Regions from separate parts of the Triticum aestivum genome. Here region 2 is linked to region 1. The links are chromatin contacts, called in public Hi-C maps. All regions are on one chromosome and are shown on one strand. Each heading gives the region's core, a stretch centred on a gene start, on an enhancer-like site or on the middle of the called end of the contact. The rest is flanking DNA. Distances are from core to core; before and after follow the strand shown.

The links. Hi-C and Micro-C count contacts between places; a contact is called where the count stands out from the background.
Region 2: a Hi-C map of leaf shows a contact between it and region 1, with 5 times the contacts expected there. The contact joins the promoter of LOC123191718 here to the enhancer-like site in region 1. A contact is called at or near these places in 2 of 5 Hi-C or Micro-C datasets (both in leaf).

What each region holds. Positions count from the first base shown.
Region 1 is chr2A:479,796,599-479,802,856 of IWGSC CS RefSeq v2.1, reverse strand. It overlaps LOC123189057 (a long non-coding RNA gene), which reads right to left. Exons shown (of 9, transcript XR_006495546.1): 8 at 5,364-5,456; 9 at 4,903-5,180. Among protein-coding and RNA genes, the nearest start is that of LOC123189057, 9.0 kb to the right of the region's middle. Within about 2 kb of position 3,881, at least 7 of the 8 cell types and tissues checked have an H3K27ac peak or open chromatin away from gene starts, as enhancers often do. A contact at or near this core is called in leaf, where this site is marked.
Region 2 is chr2A:480,078,595-480,084,961 of IWGSC CS RefSeq v2.1, reverse strand. It overlaps LOC123191718 (transcription termination factor MTERF4, chloroplastic), which reads left to right and starts at 2,971. Exons shown (of 2, transcript XM_044604350.1): 1 at 2,971-3,001; 2 at 5,362-6,219. The coding sequence starts at 2,971. The coding sequence ends at 5,795. It overlaps LOC123189059 (protein NUCLEAR FUSION DEFECTIVE 4), which reads right to left and starts at 1,119. Exons shown (of 3, transcript XM_044601374.1): 1 at 275-1,119. The coding sequence starts at 610.

The DNA.
Region 1 (6,258 bases), core at 2,632-5,131:
CCAAGTTTTATCGCATTTGGAGTTCGTTTGATGCCCCAACAGATAACTATAGCGGCAGTATAGTCGGTCTATCATCGGACGTTTTCGGTCTCCGAAAAAACTGTTGCCAGGCTTTCCCTCTCTTTCCTCCCTAACCATCTATACAGTCCACTACCTACCGCCAGACCCAACCTAACCTCTCTCGTCAGCCTGCGGTTCTCCTCGCGCGCGCGTCCGAAAGCTGTCCCCGACCCGACCCGGGCAGTCGTCACTGTTGGTTTCGGATCATCCCCAAACATCCCTAAAACATCTGCGATTATTTATTTGGACCCTCTAGCCTTTATTTTTCTCGGCCGTCCAATTATAATCGTAGGGACGAGATAGCCCTACCCAAATCCCTACCTATATATATAGTCTAACCCTAGCCCTGTCCCATCCATCCATCAAATCCTCCCCGCCGCCGCCACCCACTCTTCCTTGTTCCTCGGGATCTTCCCGATCCACTCGATCGAGCCACCCGACTAGCCTCCTTCCTCGTTATCCCCATCGGCCAACCACCTCTCTCGCCTCGATCCACCAACCAGCGTAGCAACCCCCGCCTCCTCCTCACGCCAGGGGCTCATCCTCGCGCCCGAGCGCACGCAGTCAGCTCCGACCGGCGCCCCACCCAGACTCCATCCGCGGTCGTGCTTCCTTGCCTCCACGCCCGCAACCACCGAGGAGAGAGCCTCGCGCTCGTGCACGGGCACGCACATGAGCTTCTGCGCCCGCGCCTCGATCCCGACGCCATGAAGGACCTCCGAGCTCTTCCCCAACGTCGGCCTCCTCAACCACCCCGCGCCACCACTGGCAGCTCGTCGCCGGAGACCCGTCAGCAGACCACCAGCGTTGTGCCCCGCCATGCTTCGTGCCTTGTCGACTGTCGCCGAGAGTGTGTTGCGCCCCTCACTGAACCTCACTGCCGCCTTGCCTGCTCTGTGTCCAACCTACAGCACTGAGGAGAGGCCTCTGTGTGGACCCCGCCAACCGGTCCTACTGCTGCCGCCAAGCTGCATCCGCGCCATCCTCGTCGCCAAGACCGCCGGAGGTTGCGTCCTCGCCGCCAGTGGCAGAGCCAGAACTTTTTTGAAGCCCGGGCAAGCTTGAGCCTAAGTCTAATTTGGAAATCAAAATCAAGTGTTTCGATAAACAATATATAAAATCGCCCCAAACTTCAAAAACACAAATATCCAATAGTAATGAAGTGAAAATATGAACATATCGGTCATGCAAAATGTAATTTTAATGTGAGCTAGTATATGATACATCAATATTCAGTTTTATATACTACCAGAATCGGGTTCTTTGTCAAGTACCAAAGTAGTCGGCGAAGGCCGGTATCACAGCTCAGCAACTAGTTTGCCGAGTGCAATATTCGACAAACCCTACTTGAAATACCCCCTTTCAGCAAAGAGAGCTTAATCGATTTCCTTCCATCGGATACTTGACAAAGACTTTATCGAGGGTTAAAATGAGCTACTCGGTAAAATAAAGTAGGCTAACGGCTAGTTAGACAGATATGGCGCTTGCCACATGGCATGTTGTCTTTGCCGAGTATCTTCCGTACCATACTTGGCGAAGACAATACAATTGAAGGGTGACACATGCCAATTGCAGTCTTCGGCAAAGCGTTCCTTGGTTTGCCGACTATCTTCTGTACCTTACTCGTCGAAGACAGGACAACTGAAGGATGACACATGTCCTTGATGTTTGCCAAGTGCAGTCCTCGGCAAAGCATTTGTTGGTTTGTCGAGTGCTGCCTTTAGCAAGCGTTCGTAGGTTTGTCGAGTGCTGCCTTTAGCATGATACTAGGTGAAGATGGTTCCATTGCAGTTAACGTGTCCTTGGTGTTTGTCGAGTGTTGCCTTTAGCAAGCGTTCGTAGGTTTTCTGAGTGCCCCCTCAATCACACTCGACAAACAACTTTCGGCAAAAGGGCTACTCAGGTTGCACCATGTGTCGCCCATTGCCAAGTGTCCTGGAGAAGGCTCTCGCCAAACTGTCCTAGGAGCTTCGAGATATTGCCATGTGACAACATAAGTCATAAAACAAGGCCATGCATAGAACTAAACTTGTCATGTTACTTGTAAAAATATATCTATCAAAATTAGCATCCAAACATCCTAGAAGGCACTATACAACAAAAACAATTGAATTTCTAATGCACATAAATTAAGTGTTGCGATTAGTGAACATATTCAAAATAAAGAGCTTGTGTAAGAAAAGAGACGGACATAGGGCCTGTTCTAAAGCCCTCCAGCTCCACACTTCACAAACTTCTCAGATGAAAAAGTCCCAAACGGTTTGGCTCTAAGAAGCTGGATTCTCGAAGTTATGCCGATGCCAGTGCAAAATCCTGGAGGAGCATCGGCCCAGCTCCACGAATACGAAAAGCTGGAGTTCGCTCATATTACAACCAAATTGCCACCGCCAAGTGAAGCGAAGCGAACCGGTACGCTCAGTCGAACGCATCGCTCGATAAAATCACTACAGGGGCTCGTTCCTTCCATGTCTAGCACAAACTGGGCTGCCTCCTTGCGGCCCAAACTCGGGCCCAACCATCCCAGCAACCGCCCAGCTGGGCTTTAGCGCTGGAGAAGCTATGCAGGACGCCGAACGCTTGAGAGTCGCTAGGTGAAGCAAGAAGCTGGCTAGGGAAGCTGGATTTGGGAAGTTCTGTGAAGTTGGAGGAGTTCAGAACACACCCATAGTACTGAGTATATCAGTATCACGAGGCAGTCGCCGCACCACCTAAACTCAAAATTTAGCCCTAATCTATCAATCTTCAAATTAGTCAGAAATTTTACCTAATCAGGAGAAAGACCAGAAAGGCACTGGACGAGGAGGATATAAGCCATTCCTAGAGATGGATCCGCTCCACCCGCCACCGGCCGTGCGCCTAGGGCGGCCTCCGGATTCGCTCGCCGCCGGTTCGTCTCCATAGTCCATCCTATTTTCCCCTTTTTTCAAGGGGTAGAAACAAGCAGCCGAAGTGGTTTTTTTAGGCAATCTCGCGAAGCTTTATTAAACTGCACCAATGTTTACAGAGATAAAAGATAGATTGTCGGGGTGTCCTAACCAAACATGGCGGCCCACCCCTAGCTTCAAAACATGCTTCGCTAGATTGTGAGCTTCGAAATTCGAGCTCCTAAATTCATGTCCAAAGTTGCAAACTGCAAAAGAAATACTGTGCTCCAAGATTTCATGTAGAATGGCTTCGTTGTGAACTGCTCATTTTCGAAGAAGGGAATCCAAAGTTGCAAACTGCAAACGAGCAGCTGAAGTGGTGGCGGCGTTGTGACTGCTCGTTTTGGAAGAAGGGAATCGCAGCCCATGACTGACGAACATTACGCCGATTGCACTTGGTAGGCCTAGTTAATTAGCCCATGACAACGCTTGGTAGGAGCCCATTGTTGTGTTCTGCTCAAAAAGAAAAAAATGAACCCATTTGTTTATCACGTATCGTACACTTCTGCCCGGGCAAACGATGATGCATAACAGATTTTGCCCCATTGTTTATCAGGTGTGTACGTTGTCCCGTGGCCAGCGAGCCCGGGCAAGTGCCCGGGGTGGCCGGGCGCTGGCTCCGCCACTGCTCGCCGCCCCTGCTGCCTTCCCCATTCTATTTCTGCACTGAAGCTCTCTTTCTCTCTCGTCACTGACCTCTCTCTCCCTCTAAGCTTTCTGTCATTTATACTCCAGGGAGACCACCATGACCTCGAAGCTCCATGCGCCGCTGCCCGAGTCGTCGCCCGCCTGCGTCCTCCTCTGCTTTGTTGCATCGAGCGAGCGAGGGGAGCGCCTGCGTTGACCGCGCCGCCAGCGTGCTGGGCCACCGCTCGCCTTCACCCGCATCAGCCCAGCAGCGCCAAGGCCGTGCCAGGCCTGCGGGGCCTCTCCACCAGCCGAGCCGAGGCCCATGGTGAGGCCGCCCCCGTGCGCCCTCTTTTTCCTTTTCTTTTTTTCCCGCAGTTGGGTCAGATCTCAGATTCGGCCCATATCCTTTTTTTTCCTGCCTCTGCGATTTAGCTTTTATTCCAGGGAGTGCAGTTTTTCAGAAAAGTCCCTAGAGTTCGTGCATTTAATAACTCATCAACTATACATCATATGTTAAAACATTATATATGAAAAATGCTTAGAATTATGTGTAGGTTAATTATATGCCACTTTCATGCATGTTAAAAATGTTTAAACTTGTTGTTTGCTTTGTTTTGCTATATTGCCATGCTAAAATGCTTTAATTCATAACTAATTAACCATAGCACCAAATTTAATAAACTTTATATGTAAACTAGTTGACCCGTTGCATCAAATGGCGCAGAGACCCGCTAAAGACATGCTATCGATGAAAAACAAATGGCGCAGAGACCCGCTAAAGACATGCTATCGATGAAAATAGTTTCATGCTGCAAGGACCCTGCTAAATCATGCTATTTTTTAAACATGTTTATTACATTGTGAAATAATAGTCTGGGAAAAGGAAAATTGCATAATATGAATACGTTCAGTTTGAAAATATGCCCACTATGATGAGAGAGTAAAGTTGGCATGGTTGTAGTTTTTTGGCAATGGGTTTGGAAAAAGAAAATATTTGTGTGACATGAATAGGTTACTATATGCTTGAGCAATCACATAGGACACGAATTGTAACTATTTTTATAAAAAAGAATAGACTTGTCCTTCAAAATATATACTTGAGCATGCATAATTTGTTATGTTATTCAGGATCATGAAGGCATAAGTTTTTTTAAAAAAATACAAACAAAGAATGAAATGTAAATAGTTGCTTAATGTAATTATGCAACAAATTAGAACATCGGTGGGTCAAATAACTGAGCCTGCAATTAGAAAGTCCAAATAGCTTACGCTAAAAAGAAGGTAAACATAGGTGACACAATAAAGCCTGGTTTGATGAACTCTATCGCACACTTTGTAATGTTTGATGAATAAAGCTACCCCTCAAAAAAAAGTGACACAATAAAATGTACTTAATACATGATGAACATTTCTTAGAAATAGTGGTCAAATACATCGTATAATTTGGTTCTGTACAAAAAAAGTTTCCTCTTTTGTGTACATATCCTAAACACCACCCCTTGCGATGAACTGTGTCTTTGTCCACAAATTTGGTTATTCCCCATCCAGCATGTCAGTTGCAGTCTCCTGAAGCATAGGAACAACACAAGTTAAAACAATCTGGTCAAACATACACTAAGAATATACTCATGGGCATTATCGACAGATTAAACCAAAGTTATAGTGCAGCAGGTTCTCTGTAAAGTCAAGTTACCATGCGGTTTTTACGAACCAATGGAGAAAAGCCAAAACACTGACCCAAGAATTAACCTGAGAAGGCCGTTCTTCAAGCTGACTCCTAGCAGAAGATGATGCATCTAAGTGAAGCTACCTGGAGATTTCTTATATGTCCCTTGCTCTCTACTGCAACAGATAGTTGGAATGGCATATAAGATAAGTGTGAGGTACTGACAGAAGCTCACTCTCAAAAGGCACATTCAGTATGTGTATGTAATGATATAGATGTGTTATTAATTAAGTAACCTGAATAAGTAGTTGCATATTTCTTCTAGGGACAACTGTTTACATATTTCTTCTATATCCATTGCTCTCTGATGTTATAGCATATATCTGTACTGTAAGTAACAAAAGAGTAGTCTCTTTCCTTTTTTCAACATAACAGTCTACTTATCTGATGCACTTGGGCTAACAGGAACATAAGAAAACACCAATGACTAATCATTTGGAAGGCAGCATGGCTGAGTCCTACACATGGCTAGTCAAGCCCTCTTGCCAAGCTGGAAAGTTTCTTACAAATGCGGAAATATCCATAAGATTGCATCTCTCCTGTTCTACTCAAATAATATTTTGTATATATCAGAGGTTTCAAAAGCTAGGTACCAGTTAACTCCTATTGTGTCTGTTTGTATATATATATATCATTGGTCTGTTTTATTCTAGAGCCTTACTAACCAAATAAAGACCAAAATTTTGAAGTAAATTCTATGCCTAGAAACCAAATAAGAACTACACTGAAAATATTTATGAATTACTACAACTATTCAGACCATTTTAGACTACTTTAGTATGAGACTGTAACCAAGAATAATGAATGTAGGTGATCTGATATCTTGTTCGAACAATAAAATAAATAAGGACATACAGGTAATGGATTTGACCAACAAAACCAAATACTTCTAGATCTGTACGAACTTCTAAAGAATTG
Region 2 (6,367 bases), core at 1,722-4,221, 280 kb before region 1:
TTTTATTTAATTATCATGTGCTCTGCGGTCTACAGCCCACCTTGTTTGCAATTCCATAAACAAATTGGCACGACGACCTGAATGTATTGTGTGTGTAATTCAGCAGTAGCATTCAAAGTTGAGGACCATTTTGAACAGCTCTGTGATTCAATCAGATTCATAGTATCATCAACCAATCTAAGAAAGAAGCAGCGCACAATTCAAAAAGAAAGAAAGAAAGAAAGCAAGCAAGACAGAAAGAAGCAGCGGCAGAGGAGGGACTTGACTTACTGACCATGGAGAGGGGCAGCGGCGGCGCCTGCTTGGTGACTATGAGCCAGAGCCATCCGTATCCGAGGAAGTTCTGCAGGGCGCCGATGAGCAGCATGGCCCAGGCGGGCAGCATGGCGGAGAGCGAGCCGGCGAGGAAGCCGACGCAGTCGCCGAGGTCCTTGGCGATGCCGAGCGCCGCCACGTGGCGCTGGTTGTAGCCGAGCGCGGCCTTGAGGATGGGCGAGATGGCGCCGAAGAGGTAGCCGATGCCGGCCATGGACTGCAGCCACATTGCGGCGACGAAGACGAGCCATCGGTTGGTGGAGAAGGCCCTGAGCCTGTCGGCGAGCACCCCCATCGGAGCGGCCAAGCTTGTCTGCTTATGCTTGTTCTTGGGGAATTGGAGGGAGGTCAAGGGTTGGATTTCGATGGTGGAATGGAATAGGAGAGCCGCCGGAGAGATTGGTGGAAGGAAGGAACCAAACCGGACGCAGATTTGGAGCCAAAAAAAGGAAGCCTTTTAATGGCAAGGCGCTTGGCTTTGCTTTTGCTGGGGTCAGGTCAGGTCAGGTGGAGGTGGCGCTAAACAAAATTTGTTTAGCGCAAAGGAAGAAGAGGAAATGATGGCCAACGGGAAGGGAAGACCTTTACACCCATCGAATGCCAAAGTTGAGGAGAAAAGCAATCTGAGTCCCAGCAGTGGCAACAGACGCAGTGCTCGATCGAACACAAGGATTTACTACTACAGTTCTAGAGAGACCGAAATGATGAACTGGTATTTGTGTGAGGATGACTGTACTGGTCGGGTGATGAGCCCTAATCTTTTTTGGGAGGAGGAGGAGAGAGCGCGCGATGGGAGAATGGAGGTTGAGTTTATTCCGAGATTTATAAGGAGACACTACTAGTTGACCAAATGTTTCGTAATCTGCCACCATCCCATCCTACACACGTGACACACGTTCCTGCCGAAAAATGAGGCTTGGTTTTTTTAGGGAAAAAAGGGCTTGCTAGGATCTATCTAAAAGTCCTGTTCCGACAGTAAATGAAATAAAAAAATCTGGATTTTTTTCTAGCAAACATGGACAAATGTTTCATTGCTTGCAAAATTTCATCACGAAATGAAAAGCAGAAAACGATGTATACGCCCAACAACACACATCCGCCTCCTCCTTTCAAAAAAGATTAGGGTTTCTCTGCTTTCCTCCGGCGCCACCGTCGGGCTGCTTCGTCTCCGGTGGCCTTAGGGGCCATGAGGACGCGGTGGATCTGGGCCCTTGCCGGCAAGAGGACTCCCTATTTAGATGTTTTATTTTTTACTTTTGTTAGGGTTTATGTCATTTTCAGGAAGACGAGACGGCGGGGGCTTCCTGAAGATGGAATAAGGTTTGCCCGCCTAGCCTCGTCCCGGTGGTGCGTCTAGCATCGCCCGTGTGTGTGGAGATGTGTCTTCGGTGGATCTGCTCGGATCTGGTCGTCGTTCGTCTATGTCCGTATGTCTTTAAATTGGATCCCTCCAATCTACACTATTCTTCATCGGCAACGGTTGCTGTTCTGAGGTGCTGGCCCTATAGGGCCTTAGCACGACGACTTCTAATACAACAAGTTTTGATCGGCTCCTGCGAGGGAGAGGCGATGACGATAACAAGTCTTTGTGTCGCTTCAGTGCTTGTAGTCGTCGCCAGATGGTCTACAGATCTGGATGTAATTTTAATATTTTCGATATTCGTTTTACTTCCGTGATTGAACACGAATAGATTGAAAGTTTATTTTTTTTCAAGTTTCATCATGAAATAACATTCGCGAAAGACATGACAAAAGGATAAAATCGATGCTTCAAAATGTTTTTAAAAATAATACTTTTAGAGCATCAACTTTTTCACATTTTTCACGAATGTTGTATAATATTGAAACTTTACAAGCAATCAAAACATTTGTCAATGTTTCTTTTTTTTCTTTTTACTATTTAACCGAGCTCACATTGAGCTCGAGCTCGGTTTAACCGCGTTCCTGATCTCTCCCATTTCCTATGAAAATAGTATTATTCTGTCTCATATTATAAGACATTTTTATAACTTAATTTAGTTTGTTAAAACGTCTTACATTAGAACGGAAGGAGTAGATCCATGCGAGCTGTTGTCAAGTCTTAAGAGCGACTTCAATGGGGTGACCAATTTCATCCGCCGTTGTTCGGTTGGGTTGGCGCGGACAGAAAAATCGGCCTAACGTGCCGATTTAAAACGGACGGGCGTCCGCTTTTCGTCCGCGGACGACCCATTCCCGCCTCAATTTTGAGCCGGATTTGCGTCAGCGCGAACACGAGACGGATGCGTGCGCGTCTATTCCTTTTCCCGGGCCCGCTGGTCAGTGGCTTATTAGCCTCTCCCACCCCAGCAACCCTCGCCCGCCTTCTTCATCGTCGACACCGCCGCCCTTTTTTGCCGGCGACTCTGCCAGCTGCCGCCGCCTCCACATCCGCCCAGCAACGCCGCTCACTCCCCCCGTCGCCCCGCCACCGCCGTCTTGCCGTCGGGGAGCAAACTGTCTCCCACTGCCGCTCCCCCAACCGCACAGCCGCCCGCAACTAAGAGGCCGCCTCGCCGCGCCGGCCAAATCCTCACCGGCACGCTCGTCGGACGCCGGCCCACTCGTCGGAAGTCGGTAGGGCAGCTAGCTGGTCCGTGTGCGCGCGACTCCCCTCGCTGGCCTTCTCCTTCTTCGATGCCTGCAAACTGTTCGACAGTTTGCCAAGGTACGAAAATGGACTCCGTCGATGAGTTTTTTTCCACAATTTCCTTTGTGACTCCGACAATTCGTCGTCCTACGACGAGAAGGAGATATTGGCTGCCGTGTTGGTCCATCACCACCTCAACAGCCAGCGGCCGTTGTTTCGTGGCTCCATTTCGGGCCATCTTCCGGCGTTGAATCGCAACCGAGAAAGCGGGCATTTCCTTATTTGGAAGGACTACTTTGATACAACAAACTCGTTGTTCAAACATCACAAATTCCGCGCCGTTTCCGTATGAGTAGGCATGTTTTCAACCGTATTAGAGAGGGAGTGGTCGGCTATGATGACTATTTTGAGTGCAAAGAGGATGCCGTCGACAAGATTGGTTTCTCCCCTTATCAGAAATGCACTGCCGCCATCCGAATGCTTGCATACGGAGTGCCCGGTGATCTCATTGACGAGTACGTCCGTATGAGCGAGTCTACATGCCTAGAGTCCCTGTATAAGTTCTGCAAGGCTGTTATTGCCGTGTTTGGCCCTGAGTACTTGAGAGAGCCGACGGCTGAAGATACAACCCATTTGTTGGCGATGAATGCCAGAAGGGGCTTCCCAGGGATGCTTGACAGTATAGAACTGCATGCACTGGGAGTGGAAGAACTGTCCTTCTACTTGGCAAGGGCAGTATAAGGGACATGTCAGGGCTTGCACTGTCATCCTAGAGGTCGTGACGTCTCAAGATCTCTGGATCTGGCACTCTTTCTTTGGCATGGTTGGATCACACAATAATATCAACGTGCATCAGCGCTCGCCGGTGTTTGCTAGGCTTGCCGAAGGCAACAGCCCACCGGTGAACTTTACTATCAACGACCACAACTACGACAAAGGATACTGCCTGGGTGACGGTATCTATCCTTAGTGGACTACTATTGTCAAGACAATACCCAACCATGTCGGAGAGAAGACGAAAATATTTGCCCAGGAGCAAGAGAGTGCCAGGAAGGATGTCGAGCGTGCCTTTGGTGTTTTGCAATCTCGATGGGGCATCGTTCGGTATCTTGCTAATACCTAGAGCAAGCAGAAACTGTCGAAGGTGATGACTGCTTGTGTGATCATGCACAATATGATCGTAGAAGACAAGCGCCCAGAACGTCTGTACGATCAAGGGTTTCAGTTTCAGGTTGAGAATGTTGTGCCTGAGTATGGAGTAGCGGCAACGTTTGAACAATTCACCCAATTTCATGAAGACATGCGTGATTGTGAAACTCAAGTGCAACTGCAAAATGATTTGGTTGAGCATATGTGGGCTCATGTTGGCAACCAATAGATGTATCTTCTTTCATTCGGCTGCAAAACTATGTGAAACATTTTTATTTGTATCCGGCTTGTAAAACTATAATTTTTTTATTCGATAATACTATGTTATTTGACAATATGTTTGAATGCAAATCAATGTAAATATTGAGCGGCCAGCCGGCCTCGCCGGCACATATGAGTCAGCACAATTGGCACGCTACCGATCCAAATCTAAAAGAGGACGGACGCAGGGCAGGCGACCGACCCAAACAGATAAAAAACAGACGAAATCGCCGTCCATTTGGATCGACCCGTTGGAGTTGCTCTAAGCTTCCGTTGCCCCGGACAGATATTTTCCTTGAACTGCTTCATTCAGGCAGCTGTCCCATTGAATTGCAAAGGCACAAACACACCGCTGCCGGCTCGCCTGATTCTACGTCTCGCCCAAAAGCTAGATTTTTGCCTTCCCCGGCCCTGTTTCTTTCTACCATTGCCATGCATGCGCCCCGTCCAGGGCAGAAATGATGATGACTCGTTGTCATGTCCGCCTCATTTCCCACAAAAGATCTCCGCTCCATTTATCTTTTTGCCATCGTGGCACATACAGTAGCAAAAATTAAAACAAAAGGAGGAAATCTTTTTATGTGACGTGCAGTCGATACGTACGCTGGCCGGCGACAGGAACCGGCAATACTTCTTTTTTTTTTGAGAATCGGAGCCGGCAATACTTGTTCCTCGCCACGTAAACAAAAATGGTGGGTTACTAGTATGGTTAGTTTTTTCTAAAAAATAAAATCAAGTGGTAGTATTGTTTAATCCCCACGACACAAACATTGCATCTGCACATTTTTTATCGAGAAAAATTTACTGTAGGTCACTAAATTTGAGTTGGTTGACAGTTTGGGACCGCTACTTCAAAATACCCAAACTACGGTTCACGTACTTGCGCAAGGGGTTCACTTTGGTCCATATGTATAATTTCGTCTACGTATTTGCTGACTTGGCTGAGTCAGTGGCTGCCAGCTCGCTTTGACCGCCACCTGATCGTGCCTAAGGTGAATACTAGTCCATCCGAGTTTTTCTTTGTAAAGATGGACTAGTATTAACCGTCGACGTCATGCGGGAGCGCGTCAAGTTTCTCCGCTCCCTCGGCCTCGGCCCCGACGACCTCGCCGCCTACCCGCTCGCCCTCGGCAGCAGCGTCCGCAAGAACATGGTCCCCGTCCTTGACTACCTCGGCAAGATCGGCGTCCGCCGCGACGAGCTCCCGCACCTGCTCCGCCGCTACCCGCAGGTGCTCCACGCCGGCATCGTCGTCGACCTCGCGCCCGTCGTCAAGTACCTCCAGGGGGTGGACGTCAAGCCCGACGACGTGCCGCGCGTGCTCGAGCGCTACCCGGAGCTCCTCGGCTTCAAGCTCGAGGGCACCTGTCCAGTTCCTGTCCATAGCTGTGGCACAAGGGGTTCACATGCTCTCTCGCATGCCTGCTCAACTACTCTGATGCAAAATTCGATGAGCGTATGAAGTGTGACACGATTGGAGTTGAAGAAATGGAGGATGATAATTCCTTTGACAAAGATAGGTTTGTGGAGCAAGTACAATATGAGGATGATGAGGATATGGAAGAGGATAGCGATTATGATGACACCGATGATGAGTTCATCGAATGATTCCCTTCGTTCATAGTATCTAATATCAATTGTTAGCTAACAAACTTGCATTTATGTCTTGAGCTTGATGCTTTGTTGTATATGATGCAGTAGTGATCACTAGACTGTCATTTTTGAAGGATGTGCTTGATAAACCAAATGCTGGATATAATCAAACTGTAGCTTAGAGCTCTGATATATTCAGATATTTCACACAATGCTTGTTTAACTGGGAAATGATGTAGCATCGATCCTTGTTACTGACACATTTGGCATTTTCATATGGGAACACATTTTGCAGCCATCTTTCTCATGTATGCCTAGATATATTGTAAACTTGAAGTTATATTATATACTCCCTTTGCATGTTTCTCATGTATGCCTAGATATACTGTAAACATGTTCATTGTTTGCTCATGTATGCCTAGACAAGGTGACACATTTTGC